Linked DNA regions of Danio rerio: all the other regions are linked to region 3. The links are chromatin contacts, called in public HiCAR-type and Micro-C maps. All regions are on one chromosome and are shown on one strand. Each heading gives the region's core, a stretch centred on a gene start, on an enhancer-like site or on the middle of the called end of the contact. The rest is flanking DNA. Distances are from core to core; before and after follow the strand shown. Region 1 holds the start of si:ch211-149k23.9. Region 2 holds the start of grwd1 (glutamate-rich WD repeat containing 1). Region 3 holds the start of ube2s (ubiquitin-conjugating enzyme E2S).

What was found. Hi-C and Micro-C count contacts between places; a contact is called where the count stands out from the background. HiCAR-type assays count read pairs that join an accessible place to other places.
Region 1: a contact with region 3 is called in a Micro-C map of caudal fin, with 2.6 times the contacts expected there. The contact joins the promoter of si:ch211-149k23.9 here to the promoter of ube2s in region 3. A contact is called at or near these places in 4 of 18 Hi-C or Micro-C datasets (caudal fin, embryo, hematopoietic stem cells and 1 more) and 1 of 4 datasets of contacts at active chromatin or transcription factors (embryo).
Region 2: a HiCAR-type map of caudal fin shows a contact between it and region 3, with 6 times the contacts expected there. The contact joins the promoter of grwd1 here to the promoter of ube2s in region 3. A contact is called at or near these places in 2 of 18 Hi-C or Micro-C datasets (embryo and hematopoietic stem cells) and 2 of 4 datasets of contacts at active chromatin or transcription factors (caudal fin and embryo).

What each region holds. Positions count from the first base shown.
Region 1 is chr16:14,223,198-14,227,250 of GRCz12tu, forward strand. It overlaps si:ch211-149k23.9, which reads left to right and starts at 1,937. Exons shown (of 7, transcript XM_021466875.3): 1 at 1,937-2,256. atg12 (ATG12 autophagy related 12 homolog (S. cerevisiae)) reads left to right here. Exons shown (of 4, transcript NM_001246200.1): 3 at 775-837; 4 at 1,412-1,471. The coding sequence ends at 1,471.
Region 2 is chr16:14,190,686-14,194,936 of GRCz12tu, forward strand. It overlaps grwd1 (glutamate-rich WD repeat containing 1), which reads left to right and starts at 1,702. Exons shown (of 7, transcript NM_001003509.1): 1 at 1,702-1,916; 2 at 3,890-4,007. The coding sequence starts at 1,757. It overlaps zgc:174888, which reads left to right. Exons shown (of 5, transcript NM_001113584.2): 5 at 1-710.
Region 3 is chr16:14,031,659-14,035,651 of GRCz12tu, forward strand. ube2s (ubiquitin-conjugating enzyme E2S) reads right to left here and starts at 2,586. Exons shown (of 4, transcript NM_001025536.1): 1 at 2,104-2,586; 2 at 827-974; 3 at 541-731. The coding sequence starts at 2,106.

The sequences.
Region 1 (4,053 bases), core at 687-3,186, 190 kb after region 3:
CACATGACATCTCATACAGTGTCATTGTTCATTTAATGAAACTCCACTTATTTTATTTATTTGTTTTTATCATTGAAAAATAGGATTTTTTTTACACCTCCATGGAGTTAAACACTTACATCATTTATTATGATCAATGGAAGATGAACAGTTGCTATTTTCTAGGCTGATATGGCTAATAACTATACCCATATCTAGGCATAATACACACAAAACTTTACTGCTGTACAATAGTTGCAGCAGGCGCAATGATATTACACAGCACCTGGAAATAGTCCAAAGATAGGTACATAGGTAACTGCTTTATAATATCAGACAACTTTTCAATTTCTGTTAGTGTTAGTACGCAGTGTCACTACAAAAGAGTCAAACTTTCAATTGGAAAATTATTAAACTTTTATTTATTTATTTATTTGAACAAGAAGTTAATGGTTTAATCCAATTCAGTGATCTATGCTTAGCTAAATGTGCTCCTGCCAGACCAGGAGATCAGCTGAATGGATTTAAAAATGGTAAAACTCAACTCTGTGGCATGTGTAAAATTAGCCAATTTTGGGGAAAAATTGGAAAAGTTCCTTTTAACAAAATTAAACCAAGATAGAAAAGCCATGGGTTGCAAACTTCTGTTCAGATGACTGTAGATCTGCTTTTAGCAGTATTTACTCAAAATATTCATTTTCTGATATGAAATAAAATTAAACACAAGAAGAACAGTGAAATGATGACTGTTTTTTTAATTAATAAATGCTTCATCTTTGTTTTTTCTTCCATCAGTTTATTTATGTTAATCAGTCGTTTGCGCCATCACCGGACCAAGAAGTTGGTGTGCTTTTTGAGGTAATTTTTCCCCCTTTATTGCCAAATGTTTCTCTGCCTCCTGTTGGCTTTTTACTCTTTTCCTCTTTTTACTTTTTCACTCGCCATTTTGACAGTAGTACAGCCACTGCAGATAAAGGTTAATTTTTAATAGTGTGTTTGGTTTAATTAAAACTAACTCTGGTGTGATTGTTCTGTATTATTTAAAAAAAAAAAACATTTGTTAAACATCCAAAATGTGCACCATACTAATCAAATAAAAAACATTTAAACAAAAATACAACACAAGCAGAAATGTAACTGTGATAGAAAATAGGGAAACACTTGATATGGTATAATAGTTAAAACGACTCTTGCGCCAAGCTTAAACTAGCAAACAACAATTGTGTCGCGCCTTGCGCCACATTGCGCCGGGTGTATGATAGGGCCCTTTAAGTGCAAGTAAAATCTAATAAGACACCATACATTTGAACACTTGTGTTATAACTTATATGACGGATGGATATAATTGGTTGTTGGCATTTTGCAGGTCATTTCTTGTACACCATTTTAATGATTTGTCAAATTAACATTGTTGTTGTGCTCTGTTTTACAGTGTTTCGGAAGTGACGGCAAACTAGTTCTTCATTACTGCAAGTCTCAGGCCTGGGGATGAATGTACCGCTCTCTTTTTTTCTCTCCTATTTTTTGTCTCCATCATTTATACACATACATGTCCAATAACATCACTTATGCATAATTATTAGTTTTTATAACTTATTGATTTTCATGTCTTATATTTTGTAAATAATAAAGTGTAAATAATATTGTAAAACAGTTTATTTCTTGCTTGTTTTTTTTTTTTTTAAAGAGCAGCTCAGGTGAGAGGAATGGCTGGAAAACATAAAAAACACCAAATACCTTTAGCAGCTGATTGTGATGGATGTTTTGAGTGTTTAAGCTCATGTTGAAGTGATTTACAGGCACAAGGACAGTATGTGATTCTCAGATTCCCAGTGATTACTTTTGCACAGACGGGGTTGGTAATATAATGTCCCAGGACAGAACGAGTCACATGTGAGGGGTGTGAAGAACAGGTGGGACAGAGGAATGTTTAAAAAAGGGTTGGATGGAGGAATGTAGAACAAGACAGGATAGAAAGATGGAGACGGCGCTAACAGATGGACTGAAGAGGGATTATGGATGCTCTTCGTAGAGTCTGACACTAATTTCCAAGGAAAGGCAGGAAAAGGAGGAGATTTGGGCAGGATTGTACCAAAAAAAGGGGAAAAGCTGAAATAATCGCAAAAAGGATAAGAAGGGAAACTGCTTTCTAAAGCAAAGAGACGACGACCTTCTGTGTTTAACACCTACACAGAAGGAACAAAAATACGACGATTAATGGATCGACATAGGAGGAAATTATTCAGAAGGACATGATGTAAGAAGATTAACTGTCAGGTAAAAATCATCTTTTTCACGCTTAATAATATGTCGATTTTTATATAGAATGGTACTGCAGATACTTCTTTATAGTACAAATGTAAAAATAAGTGCTTTTATATTCATAAACATCGTTTGATGTGTAAAAAAACGAGAAAACATTTAGTGCCTAATACCGTTCTTATGGCATATAAATGCATGTTGCACTAAAATGTGTTAAAAGATTCTGCAAAACTTCGAAATGTACAGTAGTTTGGAGATTTTCCCATTAGGTCTTTGAAAGTGAGTTTTGTTTTTGTAACCTAAAGTAATATAGTCAGCTTTATTCCAATTTCTATAAAGCTCCAGTTCCTATTGCAGTTCTTATTAAGGATAAACATAAAATATGACTACCTTTAAAAAAAAAATACATGCACACCTACAAAGCCCAAACAGATTAAAACAGATTATTAAAGGATTACAAGTAACGTTAGACTTAATGCAAGGGCTTAACTCATAATTTCATCACGTAACTTCAAGCGTAATCCTTTGAATTCTCTCTCTTTTCTCATTTTTTAAATCCCATTCAGCGGTGTACTGAATGATGCGTTGGGAAACATCAATAATAGTTTGTCGTCATTTTTGTAGCATTACATAAACATGTTTGTATACCTCGTGTTTACAGTTCTGTGAGGTCTAAGGTCTTAAATGGGTCTTAATTCTTCCCTCCTACAATCAGTCTTAAACCAGAGCACAAAATCACGCACTCTTAAAGTCATGGCATTGAATGTTGCATGCTCTGCAAAAAGTAAATATATTCCTTGTGTATTATTGTCGTTTAATGCAATAACTATATACTTCTATATCAAGATACATTTACTTAATAGCATCTTCTTTTTGAAGGAACTGTTTAAATTTTTCTGACCAACATTTTTTTCATATCTAAGTGTAAATTTGCTTTCCAAGTACTTGCATCTCAATTTAGGAAAATGTAGACATGTGCATTGAAGTTAAATATTTTAATGTGATTAAGCTGTATAGTAAAAGTGACTCCATTAATTTTTTTATTGCTAAATATTTAGATATTGAAGTGTTTTACTGGTTGAATGTGTGGTCTATAAATTTACATTTAGGGAGCAAATTAAACTATTGTGTTCTCTTCAGTATTCATTATTGCGTAAATTTGTAATTATGATTTACCTTCACAAAAACTGCAGAACCATAATGTTATATATAACCTCTTGCAAAAACTAAGTATATAATTAACAAATAAGAGATTTTTATTTATTTATTTAGTGCTGTCCTACTAAGCACTTTGAACTGAAAATTCTGTCATCATTTACTCGTCCTTTACTTGTTTTAATCCAGTTTGAGTTTCTTCTGTTGAACACAAAAGAGAATGTATTTTAGAGAAAGCTGAAGCCTGTAAACATTGACTTCTATAGTTTTTTTTTTTCAATGGAAGTTAAGGGTTGCAAGTTTTCTTCTTTCTTCAACATATCTTCTTTAATGTTCATCAGAAGAAAGAATTTCAAACGATTGGAACCAGTTAAGTAAATTAAAATAGTAGTGAGTAAATATTTTTTTGGATGAACTGTCAGCTTAAACCATATGCTGTTTTTTTCAGAAAAAAAAAATCAGCTGGCAACACAATGTGTTAAGAATCAATTCAATTAAACTGGATGATTGTGGAAGGGCAGCACTAAATAAAAACAATATGATTTTAAGGCAAATGATAAAGGTGTCATTATTTTGTTAAAAAAAAAAAAAAATATATATATATTTTTTTTTTTTTTCAGAATTTTTTACTTATTATAAAAATAAAAAGTTGTGTAC
Region 2 (4,251 bases), core at 452-2,951, 160 kb after region 3:
CACAAAATTTAGCCAGAAGGAGGCTTCACTTTGAAAGGACAGCTGCAGTGTTTGTCTCCTCGATTCAGTTTGGAAGCTAATTCACTTTACACTGCTAAAAAAAAGCTTAGCACTTGCATGGGGATACTGAATAATCTCAAAATGTTTGGATGCAGTTATGGATCCATCTCTGTGGAAAAGGGAGGATATGAAAACAGACATGTCTAATAAGATGGTCAATTTTACCTGTACTTTTCACGCTTGTGTGTTTTTTTTTTCTGCATCATGTCTGCACTGATTGTATCTATCATTTCCCAAGTGTTTCTGAATTGTGAATTATGTGTCATTCGTAATAATTCAGGTAAAACCTGTCGACTGAATGTTTTAACAATGAATGTAGTGAAAAAGCGAACTATACATGAAGCCAAAAGTATCCGCTTATCGCTCAGTGTTTAAGAGGACAACAAAACTTATTTACTACAGTAAATTCAAGCCATATGAAACTGTAAAACTGTAGCATAGGAACCACAGCACCATCAGATGCAAGCTACTCTGTGAAATAAAAAGAAAAAAGTTACAAAAGTCATGTTTACAAGTATCCCTGTAGAGAAGGTTACTACTACAAACACGTTTTACTCAAACGAATTTAACAATCCGTCTGTTGTTGATGTACATGTGTTGTCTGTTTTTACCTGTAGATTTTTATACATAAATAAATTCTTAAAAGTGAACGCAGCGTGTGCATGAGCTGAATATTAATTACAGTTGTTTTTGATCTAGACTATACGCTTTTGTTTGTCAGAGTGTGTGTATGAGGACTTTCTCTAGTAGCAGATGGATGGAGGGACTTGCAGATGATGGTACAAACAACAAGACGCCACAGAGACCTTTTGTTCACACAATTTTGCAGTCTTGCCAGCTGGGACATCTTAAACACATGCATGAAACATAACCCTTGTCATTTTTTTACTTCATTATTAGCCTATAGCTAAAGTGTAGCCATATTTTTGGTTGTATTTATTATCATAAATGCAGTAAATTGCAGTAAATCTACAAATGCCGTGACTAAGCTGGTTAGTTTTTTGTAAGATAATTGTCCAGCCAGCAAACAAATGAAATTTTATTGTTGAAAACACATTACTTTCGTTCCTAAATTTGCAGGGCTTGTTATGTACAAATGTACATGTGTTATGTATTAGCACAATTGAGCCAAACCACATGAAAACTAGCACAGACCAAGCCTCTGTAACAGCCTAAACCACACACACACAAACACATACAATTTATTTACAAATTGTAGTTGACTTACAATTTACTTTACATACTTTTTATGTCTAAAGGGCATTAAATTATAATAAAAGATGCAACTTTTTATTTTTTAATCTATTAGTGAATTAATAAATGACATACATGTTATATAATAATAATAATAATAAATAACGTACCGATATTATTCTTATTTCATTAGTTATTATTTGTTATCAGGTAAGGCCTGCAAATACTTCTTCAGCAGAGAAATCATGCACAGATTTTTACAAGCTTACTTACAAGCTCAAGACAATATAAGTGCTAATGCTGATTACTGGAAAAGATTCTTGACTAGGGCAACATTTCCCGCAAGCTCCGTGGCTTGGGATCTTTCCAAATCTGTACAGGGCTCACCGTCAGACGAGCGCTTTAAACCACGTGGCGTGAAGCGGAAATCCGCCGCTTTCTCAAAATGTCCGCGTCCGACGAACACACGCTGCCGCAGGAGGAGGAGGATGAGTTTGAGGACATGGAGGCGAGTGAAAGCGACGAGGATGATATGGAAGGAGAAGAACAGAACGGGGACGGGCAGGAGAAAGTCTATGTGCCCGGTCTGCAGCCGCTTCAGCCGGGAGAAGAGCTGGAGATGGACCACTCCGCTTACCGCATGTATCACGAATGCCAGACCGGTTAGTCTCTACCCGAAGTTTCCACCAAATATAAACATACACGATGTATTTATGTGCAGGGATGTATAGTGCATAATTCCACAAAAAAAATAAAAATAAATAAATAATAAATAAAAGGAAAAAGCAGGCTGCCACAACAAAACATGTTTGTTTATTACTTGAGCAACGATAATTATTATTTTAACCATATTTTGTATTACATACTATGGTACTGGCAGTACCCTATTTTGCGTCTTAGCTATAAAATGGTCTGATTATGGCATTCTAAAGGATGTGTACTGAAAATTGTGTTGAAAGATTACAGCATTTGGGATTGTTAAATTATGCTTTTACAATTTTATTAACATCGTTATTAATTTTAATATTATTTTATATTTAGATCTGTGTTCAGAACAATTTACCTATTGTTGTTATTACTACTGCATTAACAATATCTCACACTTCTTTTGATTGTTTTTTTTTCTTTTTCCTTAGAATTGTGAGGCAAAGTTGAAAGGTTTTGATAATTAGCTTTCTTATGGACTTTTGTCAGTTATTTTAGTAATGTTAGTAACATTAAAGGTGAAAGATAGTTGGTCAATTTTCAGAATGTAATGCACATCTTTTGCACATCTATTGTCACACTTCTGACTTTTACATTCACATTAATAAAAATAATAATTATTATTATTGAGCAATTCCATGCAAATGTAAACCTTGACATGAAAGAAATGAAGTGTTTACCAAAATGGTGAAACCCTTTCAGATTTTTTTTGTGTGTAAGCTTGTAATTTACAAGACTGTCAGAAATGTCTCTGTCATTGTTATATTTGATTTACCAAAGTCACACAAAAATCCATTTCACATCCATCATATCCATAATGAAGCTTTTTTTTCCCTCAAAAATGCAAAAAACGTTAAATAAAATAAAATTCAATCATGTTTATTCTATAGAGAGCCTCTCTTATTTTTTAATCAGCAGTATTTCTTTTGGCTTGTGCAGTTTAATTCACAGAATTTCTATAAAGTATGTTGTACACTGTAAACTTTCAGATTTTTTGTCACATCCATAATGCATTGTTTATTTTCTCATTTAAAGTATAAAAAAATGTTTTCAGATTGATATTTTTCTCATCCCAGAAGTCTGTCTTTAGTTGTTTTGGAGAATATAAACCGGTGTTTAAATATAATGTTAACATATACTTTCTCTGTGTGTTTTTATGTTTTGAGTTTTTACTGCAAATGTCACATTCTTAATGCTGTAATTATCGCACTGTGCACTTCTGCAATAGTCACATCGCAGGATGACCAGAAACCACAATTCAGAACATGATTTGTGTAGCACCCTAGAGTGAAAGATTTTTACTTGGGTATGTTTTAAGGAACTGTGACTAAGATATCAAGCAAACTTAAACCAAAAAATTCAATGTAACAATGATTAAATTGTATTTAATTATTTATACAATGTAGACGATATACTTGATTAACGTTGAATTTATGTTAAACTCCACAGACAAACCATAAAACATTTTTTTAAATCCATTTTCTACTATGTTCATTTTTGTTTGCAAATTGTTTGTTTTATGCTGATGTATGAATTCTTTACTAGTAGTTATTTCGGTCATCTTTTGTGAAAATATATTCATATCGCAATGAACAGCATATCACAAAAAACTAAATATCACAATGTCAGTTTTTTCATGCAGCCCTATTATAAAGTAATACATTTATTTTTTCCATTGATGATAATCCTCTCCAAATCCAAGTATTATACAGTAAAACCATTCAGATAAACAGTTTTTAATAGTAGTAATTAATTTTTATACTTAAATCAACATAAAATGCAGTAAAACAAAGTCATGCATAAGTTTCTTAAGAATCTTTCAACTTTAAATAATGAACACAACAACTTGTATGTTTATAATAATGTATGTCGATTTTGTTTATTTCTTGTGAAACTCCCCATAATAGGTGAACTTGTGTTTCTTCTGCAGGTGCTCCATGTCTGAGTTTTGATGTAGTGCTTGATGGAGAAGGCGACAGGAGAGAGCAGTTTCCCCTCTCTATGGTGCTGTGTGCTGGAACACAGGCAGACACTGCACTCAGCAACAGGTGAACTCACAGCGCTACTTTATTATTTTAATATAAGTTTATGATGTTTGGATTCCTGCATGTTCTCGTGGGTTTCCTCGGGGTGCTCCGGTTTCCCTCATAGACCAAAGACATGCTGTACAGGTGAATTCGATAAGTTAAATTGGCTGTAGTGTGTGTAAATGCAAGAGTGTATGGGAGTTTCCTAGTGTTGGGTTGCAGCTGGAAAGGCATCCACTGTGTAAAATATATGCTGAATAATTTG
Region 3 (3,993 bases), core at 1,336-3,835:
ACAAACTACACAATTTACAATTTGTTAATTATATTAATTAAATATATATTTTTTGTTTCTTTTGATTTTCTTCATTCTTTAATTTTGATTTTAGATTTTTCCCTAAACATATAGATTAGGGCTACTAATTTTTGGACTGCTACCTTAAGTTATTTTTTTAGATTAGCTCCAGATTTTGCTTCAGTACTGAATAATCAAATGTATATGTACAAATACAATATTGTAAAGCATCCTATAGAAAACATTAAAAAGATTTGTGAGGGGTGTACTCATATACTGGGCACTGTATGTCCATGTACACGCACATATTTAATTACAGTTTAGATTTATTAATTCAACTGGTAAATCTAAGATGTTGCAGAACCTTATATTTTAGGGCAGGGGTGTCCAAACTCGGTACTGGAGGGCCTTCCCTAAACACACCTGCCTGGACTGAGTTTGGACACCCCTGTTTTAGGGAATTTCTGACCATGAAACAAAAGGGAAAAAAAATTTAGTCAATGTTTGAAAGAACTTCAGAAAGAATAAAATATTACTTACCAACAATACATGTCTCAAGCCCAGCTCTGCTTTCCAGTCTCTCTTGAGTACATTGACACAGATCTCACCCTTGTGCCCAACATTAGGATGGAAAATCTTTGTGAGGAAATAGCCTCTGGGAGGAACGGCAGGAAAGTCCTTCCCAAGCACCAAACGCATCCGGAACACACCACCTGCATATGGAGTTCCTTCTGTTGAGCAGAAGACGGGGGAAAACAAGTTGCAAGTGCAATGATTAGATCACGGCTTTCATTGAGAAGAGGAAACTGTGATAATCTCTACTTGCCTGGGCCCTCAATGGAAGTGTGCAGCTCTGTGATGTCCTCTTCACTGGGGTAGATTTTGATCCCCTCAGGAGGATCTGCTGCTAAAGCTGAAACTTCTTTATAGACGAGTCTCAACACTTGAGGCGGCAAGTTCTCCACATTTGAATTCTGCACACAATAAAATGTCAAATGTAACAAATTGCAAAATTTAAAAAATGGTGGGGAAAACTTTTTATTTAGAAAATAATACAAAATTATTAATTTTAAGAAACTTTAGCCTATACAAGTTCATAAACTTGATACATAATACATACATTACGGGTGAAGATTTTGGGATCAGTAGGATTTTTCAATGATTTAAAATAAGCTCATGTGGCTCACCAAGGCTGCATTTGTTTAATCAAAAATACAGAACAAATTACATAATTGTGAAATGTTATTGCACTGTAAAATAACCGTTCAAAAGTAATTCATAATTTAATAATTTATTCTAGTGATTTTAATGATGAAATTTCAGCTTTATTATTTTAGTCTCCAGAGTGACATGATCCTTCAAAAATCACGCTAACATTAGTTATTATTATTAATGGTAATAGTAATAAAAACAATAATGATGGAGTAATAATTTCATTTGAAACCACATACAGTAAGCAAGCAGTTATTTGATAGTATCACTACTATTAAAATAAACAAATAAACAAATGTAATAAATCAAAATAAATAATATAATGGAAAAAAACAAGAGCCTAGCACATCTGCTTCACCAAACAACAAAAATAGGTGGAATTTCGTTCATTTATCCACAATAAAATACACATTTATTTAATTAAAAAGCAAAAACACGAAGAAAAAAAGTGGAACAATTGTGCGACGTATATCATACTGAGCTTGTATCGTCTGGTAATCAAGCACTTAACAATAAATTATATTTTTCGGAACTTTTAGTTAGGATAAAGTAATAATTACCCAGTTACTTTAATATAATGCTTTATTACAAAAAGTATGACAAATGCCACACAATTCGACATTAGTGATGCATTAACGCGAGAAAAAGTTAAAAAGCCTTTTGTTAACAAACGTTCGTAAAAAAATATTAATGCTGCATAATACAGTGCTTATAATTACTGTCAATTTAACAATCAAAGCATATTTGAGTTTAAATCACATTACTGTAAAGAGTCTCTCAAAACAAGCTGAACGACTAAAAAGTAAGACAAATAAACAGTAAAGCTGTTTTGTTGTTGTTGTTGTAATCAGTTTGATGAATCACTCGTAAACAATACATAATTGAACCTACCATTTTTAGGCGTGCTGGATTTTTTAATCGGCAGCAAATTTGTCCCAAAGGAGAACTTAGCAGAACTGACACTCAACCGGCCGATTTGACGGATTCGGTGATCTGTAACCGGACTGACGGAACAAAACGATAACGAATCTAAAAGTTGCAACCAATCAAAGATAGCAAAGTATTCCAAGACGCCTGACTATTATATAAATAACCAAAACCAATTTTCACTGTGATGTCGGTCGGCTTGCTAGTGCTGCTATCAAACCAGGCTAGGCTAACTGTGGGATAGCTAGCTATTCTCCAGAGCTGCCTTTTGTGAAACTTCAATGCGACGTTGTCTTCAGATCAAATATCTCGTGTAAAGATTTTTTAAATCCAACGTGGTGTTAATTTCGTCTGCGGTAATTGATTTGTTTGATAGCTAGTCTGCTGCTGCTGACGGCTACTGTAGCCTGTTATCAGCTAGCAGTCTTTGACACGGAACAAAAATACAATTCGTCTAAGCAGCAGTTCGAAATACGTTTAACCAATCAGAATGTGAGAAGGACTTCACGTGCTCAACAATTAAAGCGTTTTGACCAATCAGAAGCACGGGTTGTGCTGACGTAGCTGGCCTTGGAAACCACTTCGACCAGAGAAAGTTGAGAATGCGAAAGATGCTGTTTGCTAATAGGTGCGTTTGAAAAACTCCTGCCCTCCCAGAGGCAGGGACTGATGTGTGGCTTCAAATCGACATCCAATGAAAGACGCAGAAAGAAATATAAGAAAAACTTTAGAGGTTTTTTATTACTGTAATTGGTTTCTTCTAGTGCAGATCACGATGGAAGAATTCTGAAAGATTGAGTTAAACTAAAGATTAATTTGCCTTAAAATACAGTTTTACTCACTCAACAATTAATGATTAAAAAGCTACATAATTTTTATTTTATTTTATGTAATATTTTAACAACATGTAATGATTTCACTGTTTTTACTTTTTTATTTTTTTTCCTGCATTCTGTATAAAATGTCAAATATTCCTTGTTTTTTATTTGGCTTTTTTTTTTTTTTTTTTTTTTTGATAATTCAGTTGCCATCATTTTGTTATTGATAATCGAACGAGGGTGTGGCAAACAATTTACCTTATTTCTTATTTAATTTCAATTTCATTTATAAAACACTTTAAAACAGTTGAAAGTGCTGACAATAGAGAGTAAAACAAAGCGTAGCACTTATTATAATGTCCACCTTGTTACTCCTGTCTAACTATATAGTTTTTTCATGGTAATAAATAAAATCAATACACATTACAAATGTTTTTTGGTTACTTGCATCCAAAGAACTAACCAACAGGATTTAATGGCATTGCAGTCTCGAAATACATTACATTTACAAAGTGCCATATAACAAGTCTTTTTTGAGATAATTCTTGTTTAGTAATACCTTTAAAAAATACTATTGCTATACTATACTATTGGTAAAGTGAAAAACATTTTAGCTCCTAGAAAATGTAAATATTACATAAACTATTTATTTGAAACACCTTCTAAAAGATATGAGAATTTTCTGTAATGGGGACATTTAGCCTGTGTTACATGTGAAAATTCTGTAAAAAATGATAAACCGTAATATCCTTAGCTGCACCTGTATATTTTTCTTATAGTTTAATAAGTTCTCCTTCGACTGAAATTTAATCTTGGAAAATAAAACATTTTTTTCAGGGACAGTAACTACCCTAAAATGTCACTGCATAGTTGCACGGTTTCAAAATATCATGGTATTGTGGCTCCAAAACATGTTCTTTTTAAATGTCTGGTTTAAAAAAAATAAAATAAAATTTGGAACAAACATATTTTATTTTGAGAAACATTTAAAATATTTTGGAACAGTAAACATGTCAGATTAAATAATTCATTAAAT